2 separate regions of the Drosophila melanogaster genome follow, and region 1 is linked to region 2. A link is a contact called in public HiChIP or PLAC-seq data. All regions are on one chromosome and are shown on one strand. Each heading gives the region's core, a stretch centred on a gene start, on an enhancer-like site or on the middle of the called end of the contact. The rest is flanking DNA. Distances are from core to core; before and after follow the strand shown.

What was found. HiChIP or PLAC-seq counts read pairs in DNA pulled down with a chosen protein or histone mark.
Region 1: a POLR2A S2P HiChIP or PLAC-seq map of the Kc167 cell line shows a contact between it and region 2, with 3 times the contacts expected there. The contact joins the promoter of CG9171 here to the promoter of obst-E in region 2. A contact is called at or near these places in 1 of 1 datasets of contacts at CTCF or cohesin (the Kc167 cell line), 56 of 107 Hi-C or Micro-C datasets (the Clone 8 cell line, the D17-c3 cell line, the Kc167 cell line and 21 more) and 2 of 6 datasets of contacts at active chromatin or transcription factors (both in the Kc167 cell line).

Annotation. Positions count from the first base shown.
Region 1 is chr2L:5,798,720-5,802,247 of dm6, reverse strand. CG9171 reads left to right here and starts at 2,075. Exons shown (of 8, transcript NM_001169420.3): 1 at 2,075-2,204; 2 at 2,971-3,130. It overlaps CG14005, which reads left to right and starts at 273. Exons shown (of 2, transcript NM_135115.4): 1 at 273-576; 2 at 640-1,731. The coding sequence starts at 362. The coding sequence ends at 1,378. It overlaps CG7239, which reads right to left and starts at 28. Exons shown (of 2, transcript NM_135116.4): 1 at 1-28.
Region 2 is chr2L:5,764,285-5,767,502 of dm6, reverse strand. obst-E (obstructor-E) reads left to right here and starts at 1,361. Exons shown (of 2, transcript NM_164659.3): 1 at 1,361-1,542. The coding sequence starts at 1,488. It overlaps CG9171, which reads left to right. Exons shown (of 8, transcript NM_001169420.3): 8 at 1-501.

The DNA.
Region 1 (3,528 bases), core at 826-3,325, 34 kb before region 2:
CTGATACACAGAAGAGTGTGACCTTGCGGCGCGAGAACGCCGAAAATGCCTAGATTCCTGAGCGAATTTCCTGAAATAAGTAATATAATAAATTTCATTTAGTACCATATCAGTATCATGTATATACTACAGCTGGGAGAATGGCTTTGGGGCTAGTCCAATATTAAGAAATAAAATTATTAAGATATTAGATATATCTTTTCCAGATTTCAATAGCTCTATAAGAAAATTTAAATCATTGATGGTATTTTTTGGCGCCTGCCGCGCTCAAGCGTTATTGGTATTTCCACGCCTGGTCCTTGGTCACGTACGAAAATGTTTGGATTATAACGATTCCACAAAATTGAAATTAGACCGGAATATGAGCGGCCAGAAGCACCTGCGATTGCGCTACTACACGTCGCTGGAGGAGGCCATGCTACTGCGGCTGTGGCGCGAGCACCTGCATGCCATACCCTCCTACACGGACAACCTGCCCATTTTCCGGGAAATCGCGCACGGCCTGCAGCAGAACGGAGTTCGGCTCAATAAGCAGGAGGCTCGCCGGCGCATCAACAGCTACCGCAACAAGTATTTGTGAGGCGCAGCAGCGGCTCGGGTCAGTTCACAGTGCTAATATCTCCTTCCACTTCTCTGCAGGAACGATCGCAATCGCGTGGGGGGCAATGCGAACTTCGCGAAGGATTGGCGTCTCTACGCGCTGATCGATTGCCTCTTCTGTCCTGCCTGGCCGTCGTCCGCCCTCTTCCATTTCCGCAATGTGCTGGAGACGATCCGTGCGACAGCACGTGTGGATTTGCCCGCCCTGCCGCCACTGCTATACACTTCGCCCGCCCAGCTAAAATTTGAGCGCGACTCAGAGGGATGCACCTTCCTCGATGCCCAGCCCCTAGTTCCCGCAGTAGTGAAGACAGAGCCTCTGCCAGACGAACACCACCAGCTGGTGAATATTGAATACAAGCCCACAGTGACGCAGCTGGAAAACGCGGCTAGCCACTACCTGGAGAGAGCTACTGCCGAAAGTGTCATTCAGCGGTCGCCTCTCACGCCTGCCAACCACATCCTGCCCGAGGCAGAGGATGCGCCATATGGAGGCCACACCAACGGTGGCCAGACGGACGCCGAACGTTCGGCGAGCAAAAGGAGACGAGGGCGACGTAGTATACTGCCGCACTCGGGCAAGATCACAATGGCAATAGTGGAGGCGCTGCGCAAGGAGAACAGTTTGCTCGAGCAGCAGAACGACGCCTGTCTGCAGTCGCTCGTGCGCAAGGAGAAGCAGTTCCTGGACATGAAACATAACTTTCTGGCGTATATGGAGCGGCAGGAGGCAGTGCTGGCGTTAATAAAGCAAACGACCATCAAGCTGGAACCATGATCCCGACTACTAGCACCACGTGGTAAGGACATTGTATGACAGCTTTAGCTTTAAGTTGGGAATAGAGTCGCGGCGCTCGACCCTGTGTATGTTTTTCAATTCGTTCCTTTCTCAGACACAGATGTCTAATTCACTCGACGTACAAAGCAGCAGCATAGCGAACCGAAGATATTATAATTTCTCAAACGTTCTTTTTCTAGCGTCATAAGTGTAATGTGTATGAACAATCGTCTGTGCAAAAGATCAATCTATACGGTCTTTAGTCTTAAATTAAAAACATTGTCTTGAGGCGAACTTGTATGGTAGCTACATTTTTAAAAAAAAAACTAAAACTAAACAACTGGCTAAAAAATAAATTAGATGAAAGACTATTATACTATATATATATACTATACTATATAGACTATACTATTATTTCTATTGTTACAGAATATCTTGTTGATATAATAGTAACGAAATCAAACATAAATTCAAATGAAATCAGTGTGAATAGCCTATTAAGTTTTGCATTTCGATCAACTTAGCGTGTGCAACAACCGCCGGTTATTTGTTCATCAACCCCTGCTGCAGCAGTGTGGCCGTAGCCGGAATGTGAAAATATCCGCAAACACCGCATGCGGACCTCTCTTAGTCGCTCTCTTAGCGCACAATGCGCTCTCTGCCAACCGAAATGCCACAGACTTTTTGTAGGCTTTTCCACTTTTTCGATTTCGAGACTTCGAGCGAAACGGTCGTGTTTTTCGCGTGTGTGCGGGTGGCGGACGCGCGTGCCAATCGGAAAAGGCCTTTAAATCAAATGAGTGGCTCGCCAAAGGAGCGCATCAAGGTGTGTGCGATTGTATCGAGTGTGTGTGCTTGTGCGGTGCGGAGAAAGCCAGCCAGCCGCCAGTCTGGGATAAAAATAAAGATTAAGATTGGGATAAAACAAACGAACGGCAGCGAAGTGCACAAATTGCCGTGGAATCGGGGCTAAAGAAGGAAAAACAAGTGTGCAGCACACACGGATTGAAATGTTTGCCAATGTGTGCGAGCGTCACCTAAATAAACAACAAAAAATTCGATTTGCAGCAAAGAGAGCGAGCGAGTGAGAGAGCGCGAGAGTGGGAGGCTGTTATTGTTGTTGCTGCTGTTGCCGCCGCTGCATGTGGCATGCCCGAAAATCCCAATCACAATCAGCTGAGCCCTGCCGCGCCTCTCCCTACCTCACCCCCCGCACCCATACGCCTTCTCACACTGTTTGTTGGCCAGTGTAAAAGTTTCTCGTTCTGTTTTGCGTGTCTCCTCCGTTTCTCTTTCTCCAGGGCCACAACACTGGGCTACAAACTATGTGAAAACCCGTTTCGTTACATTTCGCTTTGCCCCGCCTAACCCCCCCCCCCCCCTCCCATCATTAATTCGGTTTTTTTCTCTGCTGTCGCGTCACGCCTCTCACGTCTTTTTTTTACTGTTTTGTTGCAGTTGTTGCTTTTGCCCAGCGCCTCTTTCATTCATAGAAAACGGTCAGCAAAGCAAAGCATAGCGAGGCGACAGCAACAACAAACAGCAGGTAGAGCAGAAATATTAGCGCGATTTCTTTTCGTTTCGCCCAAAAGAGCAGCCAAAAAATCAACAAAATACGAAACACAAAGCCAAATCAAAAGAAATCAAATTTCAAATTCGTGCGGCCACCAGCAAATATCGAAATAAAGAAATTATCTAAATCATCATCAGCAGCAGCACAAAAATCGAAAATCTCCTCGCTGTGTGTGTGATGTAAGTGCGATAATAATATTTAACAATTGTAAAAGTTTATTTTATACATCATGCCTAACTGGCGCTATTGTTCGCCCCTTTTTTTTTCGTCTTCCGCCTTTTTTTTTATGAAATTTGCTACTCATATCAGACCAACTTCGTAACTACATCAAGTACAATTTTTAAGGTTTATAATGTTACCATAATTTGTTTAAAATTTCCCATGATTGTCGTCATTTATGGGGTTTTCCTTGAGCGCTAATCATGCGGTTCTATACCACTTGAATGATAAGATTGATAACATTCTTGGCAATCATTATCGAATCTATGGGAAAATCATAACAAGTTCCATTTTATTCGCAGGCAGAGAACTGAAATTAATCGTTTTGGTTAATTGCCAATTTGATGAGTTCCATTTT
Region 2 (3,218 bases), core at 112-2,611:
AGACAAAACGATAAACATAAATTATTTGTAAGTCCATTAATCAAGCAGCTGAATACTATTTAGTTTGCAATTAAATTGGCAACGCTGTGTGTTCATGCATACAGCATATTTTTGTATGTATATAAATAAAACCGAAGGGCAATGTATTAAACTATAATGTTTACTATATATCGAAATAGATTATTTTTTATAACTTGAGTCTATGTCACAATTCCTATTGAATGAGTCTTCTTGATGATTCACAGCCTGCCAATTATTTAACTTCTTTTGTTTAATGAAGAATACTTTTAATTAAGTTGTCATCTAATTTTATTAGGATTTATAACTAATTTGACTAGAAGTCCTTGATCGTAAAATTTAGATTTACACATATTTCAAGAACGCCTCATATGTCCAAATAAAAATGTTTTAATAGGTAATTGCAACTCTGCTGAGCATGGACTACTAGCTAAAACCTAAGGAAAGCTACACAAAAAAAAAAAAAACGATAAAATAAAGAAGAAAAAAAAATCAATATAAAAGTCTATAAATTTAACCACAAATTTAAAACAAATGGTCGATTGGGTATACGTACGATATCTCTGTCAAATTTCATTTGTTTCGATGCCTTAAACACGTTTTTCTGTCTCATTACTTAATTTAAGCTTTGGTTCTTTAAAAATCCCCACAGCCCAAGCTAAGGCCTAATACCAAGATCATTGTCAGATTTTCGTGATTGGTACGGCCTCATGGGCGCAGTCGGCCTTGACTTTATGTTGGATTTTCTGGTTTTTATTCATTTTCGGCTGGCTGTTCACCGAAAACAAAAGTGCGAAATATGGAAATCAAATCGAACATAAATTAGATACAAACTTCGTTGATTAATATTTAAAACAGTTGCTAACTGAAACTTAACGCAGAGCTTTCCGGTTTGATGAACTGACTCAACTCGAACGAAAGTGAGTCGAAAGTATTTATTCTTCATTTTTTCTTCGGGAATCTGACAATTTTATGAGCAGAAACAAATCCCCACAAGAAATCTTATTATGAAAGAATCAATATCTCCATGTACAAAATGTGGTTGGAGAGTCAACTTAAGTTATAATCGCAGTTGCATTAATGTTTCATTTCTGTCGAAATATTGTGCCATCGAATGTCTTTTTCGTTTATTCGTTATTTATTGACAAGTTTGTTTTCATGGCAATTGAGTGAGGCTGAGATTACGACGGCGGCGGCAAAAGCTGTTGCGAATCCCCACCAGGCAGCAGGGGAAGATCCCCAAGCTCCGGCGACGTTTCGGCTCGCTCCGATGATCATCATCCAAAAGAGCTTCAGCCGGAGCAGCTTCAGCTTCGAGTGTGAGGTTGCCAGTTAATATCTGCGTTGCGTTTCTAGCGCGAAACAGTCGAAATTGTCAGCTCGTTGGCTGAGCATCGCAGTAGCTCTTCCTTAGTTTAACTTTTAGTGATCACATTGCCATTCGAAAACAACAAGAGGATTTAAACAAAATGGCTAAAATCTTAATCAGTGCTCTATTGTGCGTTGCCATGTTTGGCTCAATGGGTTAGTATACTATAGTTTTTAATACTATTATTTCGCAAAACAAATGACTTTGGTCACAAACTTTTCTGGTGCTATACTCTATAGTGGCGAAAAGTTCGAGAAGGTGACACAAACATTTGCATATATGTACGTCAGCACAAAATTTCAGGAAACATTAACACATTTAACTCATTTCATCTTGAAGAATTAAAGATTCAATGGTGCGGAAACGAATTAAAGTTAATTCTTATTGCTTCCTATATAAACAAATTCGTATTTCATAGAAAAAAGTGCCAAGACCCACATTATCGTATGTCCCACGTTTGGATGAAACTACATACATATGTGCAATTATTCACTTTTACAACGCGTAAAACTGCTACTCATTCGATTCACAATAGCAGGAAATTACGCGAATTTTCATGCAAAGTAACTAAAGTAAATGTTTTATAGAGAAATGCAAAGAAAGCTAGTAATTATTGCCAACGTGATGGCTAATATGTAAAATCCCACCGAAATTTCATTGATATTTCAAGGTCAGCAGGCAGCCTTTTCAGAAATTTGATTCACACGCCGAAGCGGGCAGAGAAACATGGCTATTGCATAATCTTTGCCTGGCACCAATGGTCGGTCCATTGTGTGGAACGGGTTTATCTCGCGGATAGCGGTCAGACATGTTGGGGGAGCTGGAGGCGACAGATCCATCTCGGTGCGTGCCCAGCCGGTTGTTGTGACCTTTAAGCGCGTTTGCACCTCTTTCGATTCAGTACGACATAATCTTCAGTGTGTCAGGTTTCGAAAAAACCAACGGTCGCGAATCAGATTTCGAGATGAACGTCACGTTTTGTCCGAAATCTATTTGAACACATATGGGAAAAGTAATTGCATGTTTATGGATTCAATTTTTTTGGGTTCAAATAGGGAAAAGCCGGTTACTTTGGTTGAAGCTTTAAAATTATCAAATAGGATAGCAAAAAAAAATAATGAAAACCACACAAATCGTTAACGTTGTGAACATTCACAAGATAACCAGCATTTTTAAATAAATTTGTGTGATTTTAAATTGATCGGCGTAAAATTAAAAAAAAGCGACTAATGACGTCAGTGACAGCAGCTAAATGTGTCCATTGAATTTTAAACTGGTTAATAGGGTAACAGGTTTTTAATAGTACAGCCACTCGAGTATAGGGCCTTAACGATTTAATATGAAAAGATTTTTAGCACAGCTTTTAAAATTAGATGGCATTATAAGCGATGGTTTGTATGCATCCCTAAAAATCCCAAAAAATTCCCTAAAATCCCAATCCCACTATATACTAACATTTGAAACAACTTAAAACAACTACCATCACTTCATCAAAGTCCCTGGCACTTGTCTACCACTTAAACTCTTTTCTGTTACATCGCATTAAATAAACATCTTTGAATTATATTCGCGGGTTCAACAACCGGGGTATGTGCCCACAAAGTCATTAAAGTTTCAATACCCGGGTATGTGTATGTAATATCGCGGGAAGACGAGAAAATCCATTGTCAAGTGGAATGTTGCCCTACGGCAATCCCACGACTTGTCGTTGATCATAAAGTACGTATCAAATAGTTAAAACAAAAAATAAAAAAGAGCCAGTTTCCCATCATAACTCATTAGAGGTAAGCTAGCAAACGCAATCCCATGGATCGATATTAACCGACGTACG